Regions from separate parts of the Oryzias latipes genome. Here region 2 is linked to region 1. The links are chromatin contacts, called in public Hi-C maps. All regions are on one chromosome and are shown on one strand. The core of a region is the stretch at or near the end of the contact, and the rest is flanking DNA. Distances in the headings are between cores, read along the strand shown.

The links. Hi-C and Micro-C count contacts between places; a contact is called where the count stands out from the background.
Region 2: a contact with region 1 is called in a Hi-C map of embryo, with 2.6 times the contacts expected there. The contact joins the enhancer-like site here to the promoter of LOC101161486 in region 1. A contact is called at or near these places in 4 of 5 Hi-C or Micro-C datasets (embryo and fibroblasts).

What each region holds. Positions count from the first base shown.
Region 1 is chr7:23,737,659-23,744,355 of ASM223467v1, reverse strand. LOC101161486 (arf-GAP with coiled-coil, ANK repeat and PH domain-containing protein 3) reads right to left here and starts at 4,502. Exons shown (of 25, transcript XM_023956873.1): 1 at 4,287-4,502. The coding sequence starts at 4,333.
Region 2 is chr7:23,791,669-23,798,926 of ASM223467v1, reverse strand. LOC101161486 (arf-GAP with coiled-coil, ANK repeat and PH domain-containing protein 3) reads right to left here. Exons shown (of 25, transcript XM_023956873.1): 9 at 6,208-6,282; 10 at 2,833-2,844. Among protein-coding and RNA genes, the nearest start is that of LOC101161728, 25 kb to the left of the region's middle. Within about 2 kb of position 3,131, at least 1 of the 8 cell types and tissues checked has an H3K27ac peak or open chromatin away from gene starts, as enhancers often do. A contact at or near this core is called in embryo, where this site is marked.

The sequences.
Region 1 (6,697 bases), core at 3,253-5,752:
ACATTTCCTTGGTTTAAAAAAAGGAATTTAAATAAAAAATATGTTATTTCTACAACCTTTATTGAGCATATCATTTTAAACTGCATTACCGCATTGTCTTTTTAAAAAACATTTCTTTATCTGAATTTACAAACAAAATCGCTATATAAGCATATATCGTTACGGTATAAAATTAGTCATCTCAGGTTATGAATTTTGCTCATATCGCCCAACCCTAGGCATCCCCGTGACAAACGCTGAGATCAGTCTGCCCTGATTGAGTCCGACGGCTCTAATTGGGGGTGACATAACAGCAATAGTCATCACATGTAATCACAAGTTTCTTCCCTCAATCATGGTCTTAGTGGATGCTTGTACCAAAGCTTGCTCAATATCAGAGGGTCAGCTGTCAACAATGACACATGTTGATACATTTAACCAGGCCGTGACAACACTTTTATTACCAGATTTAATGGAAGACCGGTTGTTGTTTTTTTATAGACAAGTATTTATGTTGTTTTGATCATTTATTTTGCTACAAAAATAATAATACAGACTAAATATATGAGTTTGCTGTGTTTCTGATTATGACTTAGCAACAGTTGTTCTCCCTCTATCTCGTCCCCTGAAATGATCTTGGTTTGGCCTATTTGTAGGGTGGCGGGTGGGAGTTCACTAATCAGTTAACAGTCTAGAGAAAGCAACAACAAAAAACTCATAAGATGTGTCTTAAAGAGCACTACTTTTTAATTTATGTATTATGTTGCTAACATAGGCCTAAGTTGACTATTAATAACAAAAAAGATTTATTTAGCAAAAGTACCAAAATTGTTGCCCTTGGTCCCTCCATCAAAGATGTTTTCAACATGCAAACATTTAATCAGTGTGCAGTCTGATTCCTTTTCATTCTAATATTTTGTGGAAAAGCTTAAATTTGGACTTCCTGGTTTAAAAGGTGGATGGAACGAATGAACTACAAGTGTGCCAAGTGTGTAAAATTGCTTTCCAAAGTCAACCAACTGTTGCTTTATTGAACTTCCAAAACGTCATGCTAAACAGGTTATTCTTTTCATAACAGTACTGCAGATGAATTGGCTCCTCTGTTTGGTGACGTCTTGTGGCATATGTGTCTGGATACGTTCCTTTTGCCAAATATCCTATTACCTTTGGCTATTATAACTTGTTTCTTACAACAACAAAAAAATATGTGCACAAATTAGTCTAATGAAAAAGGCTGCCGGTAAAAACAAAATATGTTCGGCCACATCACACACAAATGTTCCCTGGGGGAACCCTGAGGCCACAGTTGTAACGGATGATAAATGTTCCAACTTGTTTATCGTTTCAGCTTTTCCTTTAACCTCAAAGACTTCCAATAATGTCACAGGTGAAGCACAACCATTGTTCCGTTTTTTTCCCCCTCAAAATTTGTCTGACCTGAAAAAGTGAAAAAGCAGCATTCCTACAATTCATAACTTCTAAAACAATCAATGTTTCAATAATTTCTCCAATAAATGTACTAAAGGAACCCCAGCTTGATCTGGGTTTTGCTATGTCTGGGCGGCTTCAGGAAAACCTTTTGAAGAGACTTTTCTCTTCAAAGCAATCGATCAATAAGTGGTCAGACAAACAGAAAGGAAGACCCTTGAGAGCACGCCGCACATCTGTGTTCCTCCCTTATTTCAGGAGCGTGGGAAACCGTTGTGAGTGCGATGTTGATCCTCGCAGTTAAACACTTGATTTTCCTGCTTTCCTGCAGCCATCCACCTCCAGCGTTTTTACGCAACAGTCCACGCGGCCGTGCTTTCAGCTCTACAAAGGAGCTGAATGAATGCACTCTGAAAACAAGGTAAAAGGCTGCATTGAGCTCTACAACATCCGTTTGCCGTGTGTTTTAGCATCCTGGGCAAAAAGATGAATGGAAATTGGAGGTTAGCTCACTTGTGAGAATGCCTCTCTGTTTAGCAAGAGAGAAAATCTGAACAGCAACCGTTTTGATTCTAGATTTCATCTTTTGTGTCTTTAGCATGCAGTTTTTTGGGCCTTTGCTGTGATGTTTAGCAAAACAAGGACGACTGAATGATGTGGTTTTTTTTCTCCAGCTGCAGATGTTGTTGAGATGCTGCTGCCAAGTCGGAAAGTCTTTGAAGGAGGGAGATGTTTTATCAGCAGTGTTGGAAAGTAACTAAATATGTTCACAGAGCCAGAATCCAAACTTCACTGTACCTTTTTTTTCCTATACAACAAATAAAATCTGCTTGAAATGATAGAATACAAAAATGAATAAGTGTTAGTCAAATGTCAAGCGGTATCAATAACCACTGAAATGCACTTTATAAAACGAAATAAAAAATGATCTTAGAGATTCCTGGAACTCCTCTCACTGCTGGACTACAGACCCAAGTTTAGATGTGGGTGTAGAAAATCCCTGATTTATTTTTGTAACCTTTTGCTCAAGCCAGTTTAAAGTTTTGATTGAATCAGTGGGAATCTTTGTTTTTTTTTCCCATAATGCTTTGGTTTTCAAACTTTTGTTTTTTTATTCAATCCCCTGTCAATTAGTTTTTAGCCAAATTCCCCATAATCCCCACATCATCAATACCAAACATATCAAAAAGGGTTTGAAGCACTAAAACACCTTTTTTTTTAAAGAAAAGAAAAAAATGTTCTTTAGGGATAGGACATTTTTGTCTGAGGAGACCAGCACTGAAACCTGTTTGTGTAGTTTACTAAAGTTCCAAATGTCACGACTTAGAATTTTGAGAAAAAAAATATGGAATAGAGAAACAAGAAACTTTTAAGGACTATGCTGTACATATAATCTTTTTTATATCTTTTTTATTTATTTAGGCAAGTAAAGACATTTATTTATTGAACTTTTAATTTACTTTTAGCATCCTCAATGTGAAAACAGAATAAATGTATCGATAAAAAATAATCAATTTATAAACTTATTTAGTGGAAATGTGTGTTAAATAACAATTTTAGGGACTTTTTAAATCCCATTTTAGGCACTTCAAAACTATTTTCTAAACTGTGATTTAAAATAGGTTTAAGTCAGATGAAAATCATGTTTTAATTTCAGTTTTTGACATTTTTCTTATGAAAGAGAAGAAATGCAATAAGAAATCATTTCATTTTTGCATTTCTGAGTATTTCTCCTTTTAAGTCGCTGTCAATCAAATTGCCAGGCAACAGCCCAGGAGGGCATGTTCAAGCTCCCTGATCTGCCCCGTCCAACATACACAAGCTCTGGGGCAAGGGCTGTGTTCACCACACATATATTAATTGCCTCCAAGGCTGGATTTTGTTGTTGGTTGCACATATTTAAAACGAAAACTAAAGTTAAAGTCTCAAATGTCTTCTCCACATTTGTGATCTCTCTCCGACTGAGTTTGAAGGCAGAAAGGGTCAAGCTAGAGACAAGAATAAAACCAGAGGACTTTTTTTATGATTGAAAATATCGAAAACGTTCTGGAGGCCCGAGCAGGCTGGCTCCCCATCCCGCAGTGGGTCTGTCCAGTATGTACCCATTACCGGCTCGGATTACTGTTGGGTGATTTGGTTCAGACGGTCCCGAATAGCGTTCGGTTTGAACGCAGCTTAACCGTAACCTGTAATAATCTTAACACTTCCTCTGGGTCCGTGCGGCCAAGAAGAAACCGTTCCCCTTTCTTTAAACTTTTGAGAATGGAGACTGTCAGTCTTGCCCCCGCCGAGGGCGTGGCTACTCAGCTTATCAACAATGGCCACGCCCATTTAAACGGGGATTTTGGAGAGGCTTCATATAGACATGAAATGTGGCTTTTTAAGACATTTAGGTTTGTGGGATTTTGGTTTAAACTTTATAATCCTCATTAAAACACAACCAGAAACGTTTTTATTAATAAAATATCATAGGGAGACTTTAAGGAAAATGTCCTCCTTCTTATTAACACTGATTTTTATGAAAGTAATAAAAGATTTCAGAACATTAACTGGGTCTTTTGATAAGCACAAGAGATCTGAAGTGACCTGCCAGGACCCCAGTGTTCATGATGGGATGTAGTGTAGTAGGACAGTTGTAACAGACGGTGATAAATCTTTAAATATTGTAACCTCAATCTTTCTGGATGCGGCTCCAAATCAGACCACGTGACTCGCATTGATCGTGTTCCCAGTTTTTAAAATGCGCATAAATCAGACAAACTCTCATCGAACAATCCATCCCTACACGAGGCGTAACTCAGTCAGAAAAGGGCGTGTTTGTTTTCATCAGTGATCAACAGTTCGGCGGTATAGGTTAGAGTTTTGTCTGCCTTTCTCACCTAAACCGGGGGGAATCCTTAATGCAGTCCTCAAAGTCAACCGTCATGTTTGGACCGGAGACAAGTACCCGCGCGCTCAGAAAGCTCCTCGCATCTCCTTATGTGTGGACGAAAGCTGATGTGGAAGTATCCGACTGATAGAGAATGTCCTCCGTTCCCGACCCCTCCTGCCCCGGCTGTCTCCACTCACCGAGTCCCGCTCTGTCTGGTCTGCGCGAGCCGCTTCCCTCCCTACACATCCCCTCTGCTGCCTTCAAGGTCTCCTATTCAGCTCGGATTTTATAGAATCTCAGGTGAAACCTGGCAAACGTGTGATAGAAATCACTGGATTCGGTGAAAACAGAATGATCTAGAAAGCTCGATATTTTAGTTCTCAATCTTAACTTTTTTATATTACCACCAAAATCTGCAATTTTGCAACAAGGTCAAGATTTTATTTAATTTAATCACAACTTCTATATATTTGTTTCAGTTTTTTACTAAGATTTTCTAATGTATTGTTTTACACAACTAACCAAAATAATAATAATAATAATATTGATTATAAAGATAGGAGGATGAAGAATAAACAGTAACAACTTTCCATACATTAATTTAGTTTATTTATTTTAAGATTATTTAAGCATTCATGGAACATTGATATCTCAACGATCCAACAACTCCCATTTCCAAAGATTTTTGAAAGCAACATTGGTGACGTGACGTCACGGCCTTGTAGTTTTTGAATAGAGCTGAAAACACGGGGATTGTTCTGAATTATCACCTTAAAGACTCAGCACTCCTATGAAAATTGTGCTTTTTGCTGTTTTTAACGTGTTATTGTTGCATTTTTCTGATGCTGGGGGACATGTAAAGATAAAATTAAGCTAAACATTGCATTTCTGAGTATTTCTTTTATTCAACTCACTGTGAACTAGGAGCAGACAAATGAAATGCAGTTGGAAAAAGCTCGGATTTGTGACGTAGTAAATATGTTGGGCGGGCCTAAAGCTCCCTGATCCATTCTAATGCATCCACCTGTTGACCAAATCCATCTACGTCTTTGTCTTTCTCGTCTGAGCTGGCATCTGGCTCAAAACTGTACGACTGAATAGCTCTGATTAAGCTCACCATTTTTGTTGCACCGGTAATGTTAGGCTGGGGGTGTGGGGGAGAGCATGTAAACAGAGAGCTCTCAGAAACGGGGAGGGTAAGTGGGGGCGGGTTTACTCCGCGCCAACAGTCCCACCCTCAATTTCTAATGAAGCACTGCCGCTCTGCAGAAACTATGTAAAACAAAGTAGATCAAAAGGTGATCAGAGTGTGACTTTAGAGGGATAACATGAAAGAATGGATCAAAATAGCAGGTGGAATGCAAACCTGGTGAAGACCTTCAAAAACTCTTCGACCCTGGCCCACTTCAAAGCGAGGGTACCAGTCTATCTGTAAATGAACCCATCTACCTGAGAGTAAATGCCCCCCCGGGTATGAAGTGAAACAAACAGGAATAAATGACCTGTGGATCACAAGACCACAGAAAAAACAAAAAACCTAAACCTGAATGAGTGCAAATCACATCTAATAATACAATAAAAAGAAACACGTGGGTAAATACGGTGCAGAGAAAAGCTGCAAACAAAACAAAACATTTTTTGAACTCTTGTGCTTTTTTTTGTATTGAGATATACACAACCTCTGAAAAATAAGGGCAAAATACCAAAAAGTCTTGACTTTCAACAGAGATAAGACAGACTACATGACAGACTACATAGTGAACCAAATAACAGACAAATATACATGGATCCAAAAGAAAGAATCAGAATCCGAATCTTTTATTATCATTCTGCAGTGCACATTGAAATTTTTTCCATCAACTCTCTTCCAACAATATAAAAAGGTAGAATTAAATAAAATAAGGATAAAATAAGGAATAAAATAAGGAAAGAAAACTCAACTCAACTTTATTTATATAGCACTTTCATTCAACAGTAGTTGAGACAAATTGCTGAACACAATAGTAAGAGACAAACATTAAAACATGTTAAGGGGGGAGAAACACAGAGGGAGATAAAACTATAGAAAACAGTAAACAGTTAGAAAAACAGTGGTCTCATATTGGGTTAAAAGCCAGGGCATAAAAATGGGTTTTTAAACGGGTTTTGAAAATGGACAGTGAAGGGGCTTCTTCTGAAAAGACTATTTTAGTCTCATAAGTAAACAGTGTTGTTACAGGGTGCGGTGAAAATGTTCAATTATGATTTATAGACAGAGGTTTAGCAGGATAAACTGGTTTTCTCCTTTGAAATCACTTTTTTCTTTGTGGTGCGAGCTAGGTTTGGCACGTACCACCCCCAAATGATTTGATTTTAAAATTCTTTCATTGGTTTATGAGTGTTTTTATGGTCCTAGACCCTCATATCTATTAGACATGA
Region 2 (7,258 bases), core at 1,882-4,381, 56 kb before region 1:
CACGCCAGCAACAGAGCTTCATTTTCAAGCGCTTAACGTGCTTCAGCAGCATGGAGAACCCCCCCAAAAGTCCGAATCGGCACGGAGAAAACGGAAATGTCAGATCAGAAGCAGGTCTTCCTGCTAAAAGCTGCTGCAGCCCAGAGAGGAATTCCTGCACTGACGCGTCCTCCCCCCCCTCCTGCCACCGCCACCTGCCCACCGAACTATGAACCTCAGGATTACAGCTAATTACCATACAGCTGCCAAAGATTGGCCAACAACACGGAGCTGCACCTGACCCAAAAACACAGCCGGGCTGCTCTGACTCTGCAGGGCTTGCTAAGGCTTAACAAACCCCCTGAAGTGGGTGGGAGTTTTTGCCCCCATGGTGACCCAGAAGGAATGTCTCTGGCCCTCCGCCTCAACCAGCAAACGCGCAACATTTACAGCTGCCAGAAAAACTAAAGCTGAAATGCGGCTTACCTTCTGGAAACACCGAAACAAACTGAGCATCTCTCCGGCGAACGACAAGGATCATCTATTTTTCATCAAGGGACGTCACACAGGCAAAAAAAATAAAAAAGTGAACAAGTGTGAATTATTGAGCAGGCTTCAGAGCGGGCCAATCTCTGCGCCGCAGCAGAAGCAGGAAGGTGCGTCAGAACAGTCGCAGCCGAGCTCACTTCTTAGCAGTGATTACTAAATCTGCTCGTCAGTGCTCCTCCGTCACCTTCCGGGTCCTTCTGTGCCATCATCCCTGCAGAATTTGTCAAACGCCTGCCAGACATCTGCTCCTCTACCTTCCAGCTAATCCCCCATGGACCTGCTCAACCCAAGCTGCGCTTCCTCAACACCTTCTCCTCCAAGACGGACACATCCGGCCCACAGCTGACTGAGGTATTCCAAAAAGACCACAAATCATTGAAAAAGAAGATCTGCCGTCTGCGCTCCGGTGTTGACGGATCCGTCAAAGATATCAGTTCAAAAATATCTGGGCCATCTCAGGCTGATCACAGGAAGTTTGAAGACTTTCACTTATTCTGCTTTGAGAGGATCAAGAAAATCCACCAGAGAGAATAAATCAGCCAAGAAGATAGATTTATACAATTATATCAACTTTGTTCAGGAATCGTGACGCCACAAATATTCACAGTATTTTCATTGCACTTTGCATATTCATTTGTTTTATTGCCCCTAAAATGTCAGATATAGTCTCAAAGGTGAACATTTTTCACCGTAAGGGTTCCCCAAAAACTAAGAATCAACAAGAAACAACATGTAAACACAACCCACAACGTGCAAAAAAGTTAAAGGTGTTAACTAGATCTGAATGTTTTCCACATTGTATCTTGTTTACTGTCCCGTTAACTTGCATCAAAAGGATTTTTGACTATAAATGATTAAAAAAATGGCAGTTTATTGATAACATTGTAAAAAACAGAACCAGAACAGAAACCGTGTGGCATTTTAAACTTCTTTAGAGCTAATCAGCTCTGGTTGTAAGTGTTTAAGGAAAACTTCTGCCTGAATAAAGATCTAAAATAAAAAAGGAAACGTTTCTTTTTAATTTAGTTTGAAAACAGTTTATATCTTAAAGACTATGAAAAAATAGTGTTTTTAACATGTTCTGGTGGCATTTTTCTAGATGATGGATGACAAATATGAAGAAAAGTAAGCTCAAAATTGCATTCCTGATTATTTCTTAATTCGGATTTTAGTAAATCAGGAGCAGACAAAAACAAAAAAAACAGTTCTTATTTGTGATGTAAAAAATACACTGGGTGGGCCACACACCCCCTGCACTCCACTCTCAGTAGCGGGAAGGGGAAAGGGGGATGGGGTCGCTATGTGCCAACAGTCCTGCCCACAACTGCTGCTCTGCAGAAACTAGGTCCTAGAAAAACGACAAAGGTTTTTTTTAAATTTAGACTAAAAATCGCATAATCATGTTTAATGCTTTGAAAATAGATTAAAAGAGGATCAGAAGTAAAACTTTTGAATGCATTTAACGCTAAGCTTTGGGGTAAAAGCAGCAGCAGGTCACTGCAGAGCCACAGTGGAGGTGGATCTGGAGCTAAAGGCAGAGTTACTCTCTGAACAGCACTTCTCCATTAAAGCAGCATTTAAAAATGAATAACTTTGACGGCAGAAGATTTGACTCTGGTTTCCACTTGCTCTGACTGATGACTGGATGCCTCTCCTGTGCTCCTCTAGTTAGCATATTTTTACATGAACAAAGACCTTTATGGTGAAGCTGCATGAGAGCAGTTTTAGGATACGTGAGTTGTAAATTATGGAGAAATTTTTTTCCTTCTCGCAAATTTTAAATTAAACCATTGAAAGCCTTAAAAAACAGATATTTTGATGAAATCCCATTTGTGTTGTTGTGACTTTATTTCAAAAACATTTTATTGCTTTGCGTCAGTCACTTTTTTATCAATTACGTTTGTTTCATTGCAAAATGTCCTCAAATTCTGCCAGATTCTCTATATGTAATGTTTTTTCTCCACTTTTTACTAACTTTACTTTTTAACTTTTATAAAAGTGCAATTATATACGATACAAATCTTAGAACTTAAATATTTATACGGGACGATATTGATGTATAGAAGTATAGAGCAAGTAGAAAAAAGAATATTAGACACAAATAAAATTTTTCATGTCAAAAACTTTAGTAAAGTTTTCTACTCCTTAGAAAAGACTTTTAACACTTAAGTGAGACTTTTAGTACGTTTAAGTAAATTTATTATCTCTTCTAAAGTCAAGTGATTAATTTAGGATGCAAATGATGGATGAATGGATCCGGTTCTTGAAAAAAAGAGACATTCAAACAAAAAGCAGAGTACTGACCTGCAGGAGGGTCTGGAGGAAGACCAGGCCGTTGGAAACATACAAAAAAAAAAACAGAAAAGAAAACAGAGTTAGAGTCTTGTGCAGCAGAATGTCTTCACCCCCAATGATCTGATCATCTTTCAGGTCTGCAGCACCTCTCATCCCCTCTCCTGACTGGACTTCCACCACAGCAGAAACCCTCACGACAAGCTCCAGCTCGCGCCCTCACACGTTTACCACGACATGCTCCCCACCCCCCTGTCAGACTGTAAGGAGCGTCTCCCAGATCCATAACTGGCCACAGAGAAAACCACCACACTGCCTGGAGGGGAAACGTTAAGGGCGAGCGGTCTGACAGATGGCCGCTGATCCCGGGGTACAGGGGAGCCAGACACCAGCCCACCCAAATTAAGGCTTTGTGAATTATTAAACATGCTATCCGGTGTACAGACACGGATGCTGCTTGGATATGATGGGTCATGTGATACGTCCATTTTTTTTTTTTTTAATGTTCACACTGTGAACAGTTAAAACATGAATGCTCTTTGTCAGAAATTCAATTGCAGCTTCTAACCAGTGAGATGGATAAGCTCAAAACACTGTCAGGTGTTGAGCTTATGAGCTTCAATGCCTCATTTGTGAAGAATAGCAGAAAAAGTGTGTGGAGCAAAGGAAAATAGCCCCCTAAACAATAGTTTGAGTTACTGTTCCTATGGTTTCACACTGAGCAGTTTGGTCTAAAGTTGAAACTGCCCTTATATGGGTGGATACGGGCTGCATAATAGGCAGACCTGTACGCAGGTGGCCCTTCTGTGAGCCTGCTGTGAGCAACACGTCATGGCAAACACTGATGCAACATAAGTAAGGAGGAAGTAGGCGAGGCAAGGCGTGTCACACAGATTTTCCATTTTTTAACCCCCCAAATCTTGGGGACTGAGCAAAGAGAACAATTGTGCTGTTCATTTGATGAATGTGGGTTCCTTGAGTGCAGCCTGACTGTTAGAATTTAGGAAATGAGACAACCAGAGCGTAGTTGTGTGCACTACTTACATTATTCTAACAAATCCTAAATAATCCATGTACCACGCGCAGGATAATGGTACGTTCCATTTTCTAAAGCCGCGTGGAGGACTGTGGGCTGCAGCCTGCAGACCACCACTGACATCTACGAGACCAGATGCAGGAAACGAGCGGCCCGCACCCTGAAAGACCCCACTCACCCCTCTGTTCTCCCTGCTCCCCTCAGGCAGGAGGCCCCCCACGGACAACTTGCTAAATCTCTGTGCAATAACTATAGGACGGTGCAATAATCATGGGAATTATTACTGTTATATATTCTCCTCTGTGCAATATTCAATAGAAATCATAATTTATCACATTGATATGTCTCTTCCTGTCTTTCACTGTAAACGCCTGGCCTGGGACCAGAGAAACAAATTTCGTATTATCCCTGTGAAGAAATGACAATACAAGAATCCTGAATTTTAATGAAGTCTCTTGAGGTGGCCGTACGAGCCTCAAGGGGACAGCAAGACACACCTGAGCTCCTTTTAAGATGCGGTCGCTCTTCTCTACAAACAACCCTTCAAGGGCCCAAACAACCCAAAAACCCACGGCACTCGTACAGTTGAACCCCTGGTTTGGGTCCATGTCTAAGACTTAAGCTAACAGGTCATCCAATCACTTAATATTTAATTTATGGAAGCATAAATTTAAAAAAAATGTCCACAATAAAACACATTTCTTCCCACCTCCTAAGGGCCGGTTTATATGCTAACGGGATTTCTAATGGCTCAGGTGGGATCGGTCGCAGGGCCATCGGAGCGGGATCGCCCGATCGCTGGGAAACATGACACCTGCTGATGACATCAGCCACGACTGTAAATTTTTGGCCGTAGTGCAAATCGCCTCATTTAACTTGAATTTGAGCAAGCGATGACGAAATAAATTCTGTCCAGAAAAGTGTCTTTTTAACACTGAGGATGATGAAAACGTAACGGAAGAAGTAAAAAAAAACAACCTAGATTTACAAATGGATAGAAAATAGAGCAAGTAACTGGAAAGATTTATCCTTATATCTCTTATGTTGCAGCACTGAAGAATGCAATTTTCTTTTACTTTTTATTTACCATGATTTAACTCAGCCTGACAATACATAAAAACACTAGATATCATCCAACAGTGTTTTTCATCTCATATCTTAGTATAGATTTATACATGCAAACACTTAAAACGTTTATTTCGGCAGCACAGAGCTTTTTTCTTATCTCAACAAGCACTTTTTATTGGCAAACACTGTTTAAATTCACTAATTATATTGATATAGTGATAAAATAAGTAATTCATGTCTCATAAGCCAATTCTAGAGTACACCAAACCAAAAAGAAATTCATATGTTTTACATGGAGTCCTTTGGAATTGACAAAAATGGTTAAAAAAAAACTATTTGTTGCATTAAAATTCATTCCAGCAGTTTTTTTTACATTCTTTTCAGCCTCTATTATTCTTTCAGTACACATTGAAAATAAAATGTTTCAAATAGAAAGCTGCTTTTCTTCCATCATCTACTTTGATGGTTTCGATCCACTCAGACAGAAATATTTGCAGTCAGCACTTTGAAGGTCTGCTAAGGCTCCGACTTGTGCTGACGGCTGCCATCCTCAGACGTCCGCAGCATGGATTAGGAAAAACACTTAGTTCCACCTGATTTACAGCTTATCAATGTGTGGCTTTTGTTAGGGAGATTAATCAAACACCTCCGAGCTGCGCGGGTCTAATCCCTCCCCAGTCACGACAGAAGGACCGAGCGGCAAAACAGACCGCCGTTTATTTACTTAGACTTCATAAAGCAAGAGACGCGCCGTGATCAGGGGAGATAAAGCTCTGCCAAGGCCTGGACAAAAAACGTTTTTAAATTAGAGAAAGAAAATGTTGAAAAAATGTAAGAATTGGGATCATACTGACTTTTGGGAAGATCAAATTGATTGCGATAAAACTACAAAAATACAGACATGTCCCTCATTACTACAAAAATGAACCAAAAAGGCAAAGTACCACATCATGTTACAATAGCAGAAACGGAACAACTTATTTTCTCCTTGTTTTCTTTAAACATGCAGAAAAGTGAGATAAAAAACAAGAAAGCCGTGCTTTGACAAATCTGACTTTATATAATCATATAAACTACTGAAAAGTAAAGAATTTCTGTTGGATTTTATGCGTGAATATTGTCATCTGACTTTAGTTAAATGACAGGAGATTACCATCAAATGGACAAACTGGACAAATTTTATTTTTTTTACTAAGTGACACAACAGTTTTTATACTTTTAATATATATTTATATTATTATACATATATTATATATTTATATATATATGATATCACAGCTTACCCTCTGCTGGATGGTGGCGTGTTTGTGCTCCATCTCCCTCTTCTCCATTGCCGAATCGATCACCAGCTGATCCAGCTGAAAGGCACAAAGGGGGACATGTCTGACGTGTGCTGGACGACGGACAGTGACGCTGCAGAGCCTGAATGATTGGCAGCAGCTGGCCCTGAATCCTTTTTCCACAGCCGCCAATCAGTCGCTGGCTAACGAAGGATTCAGTGCTGCAGTGAAAACCGGACTGCCGCACAGCCAAACGGTGCACACGAGCGGGACTTCATAGTTCTCTAACCTGCTCGTACATCTAGTTTCCACCATCTTTGTTCTTTAATCTTTGCAATAGTTCTTAGAGTCCACTTCCTGTTCCAGTTCTGAGGGCAGACTCCTTCCCTATCTGGAAAACTATGAGGTCAGAGAATGACCTTTGTGACCCAGTCATCCCTTTGCTTTATGCTACTTTCTAGATGGTTTTTCCTCACCGTCCTCGTCGTAATGCCTTCCTGTGTCTGCTCTTCTTCTTTTCCATGACAGAATGTCGTTGTTGCGGTCATGAACTCCTCTCTCGTCTTTAAACAGATGTTCCAAGGAGTTTTCCTTCTTCTCTTTTTTAACCCCTGTGACCCAAACTGATCACAGACGCAGATGGTCGTCCTTACTGTTCTGCTGGAGCTTCCTCCCATTGATTGTATGTGAGAACTGGACTGAGTGACCCCTCCCCCCTCCTCCTCCCTTGCATTTCACATAGGGAATACCTGCTGGTTCAAAGAAGCCAAAATCCCACCGACTTCTATAGAGAAATAAACAAAATAACCATTCTTGTTCTGCTACCTTTTTTTTTCTTCTTCATTTTTTCTGTATTTCAAGTTATTAAAGTTATAAACCGACCAATCAGATGCCTCAGTAAAAGTATGTGGCCTCACGCTGACAGATTCTCCCAAGCCTGCTTGCAAATTGCAGGGGTGTGGAGTTTCACCAAGCTCACTCCTGATTGGCGATTGTGGTTGTCGTAGAAACGATGACTCAGACTGACTCAGACCAATCGTTTCTAGCTCACAAT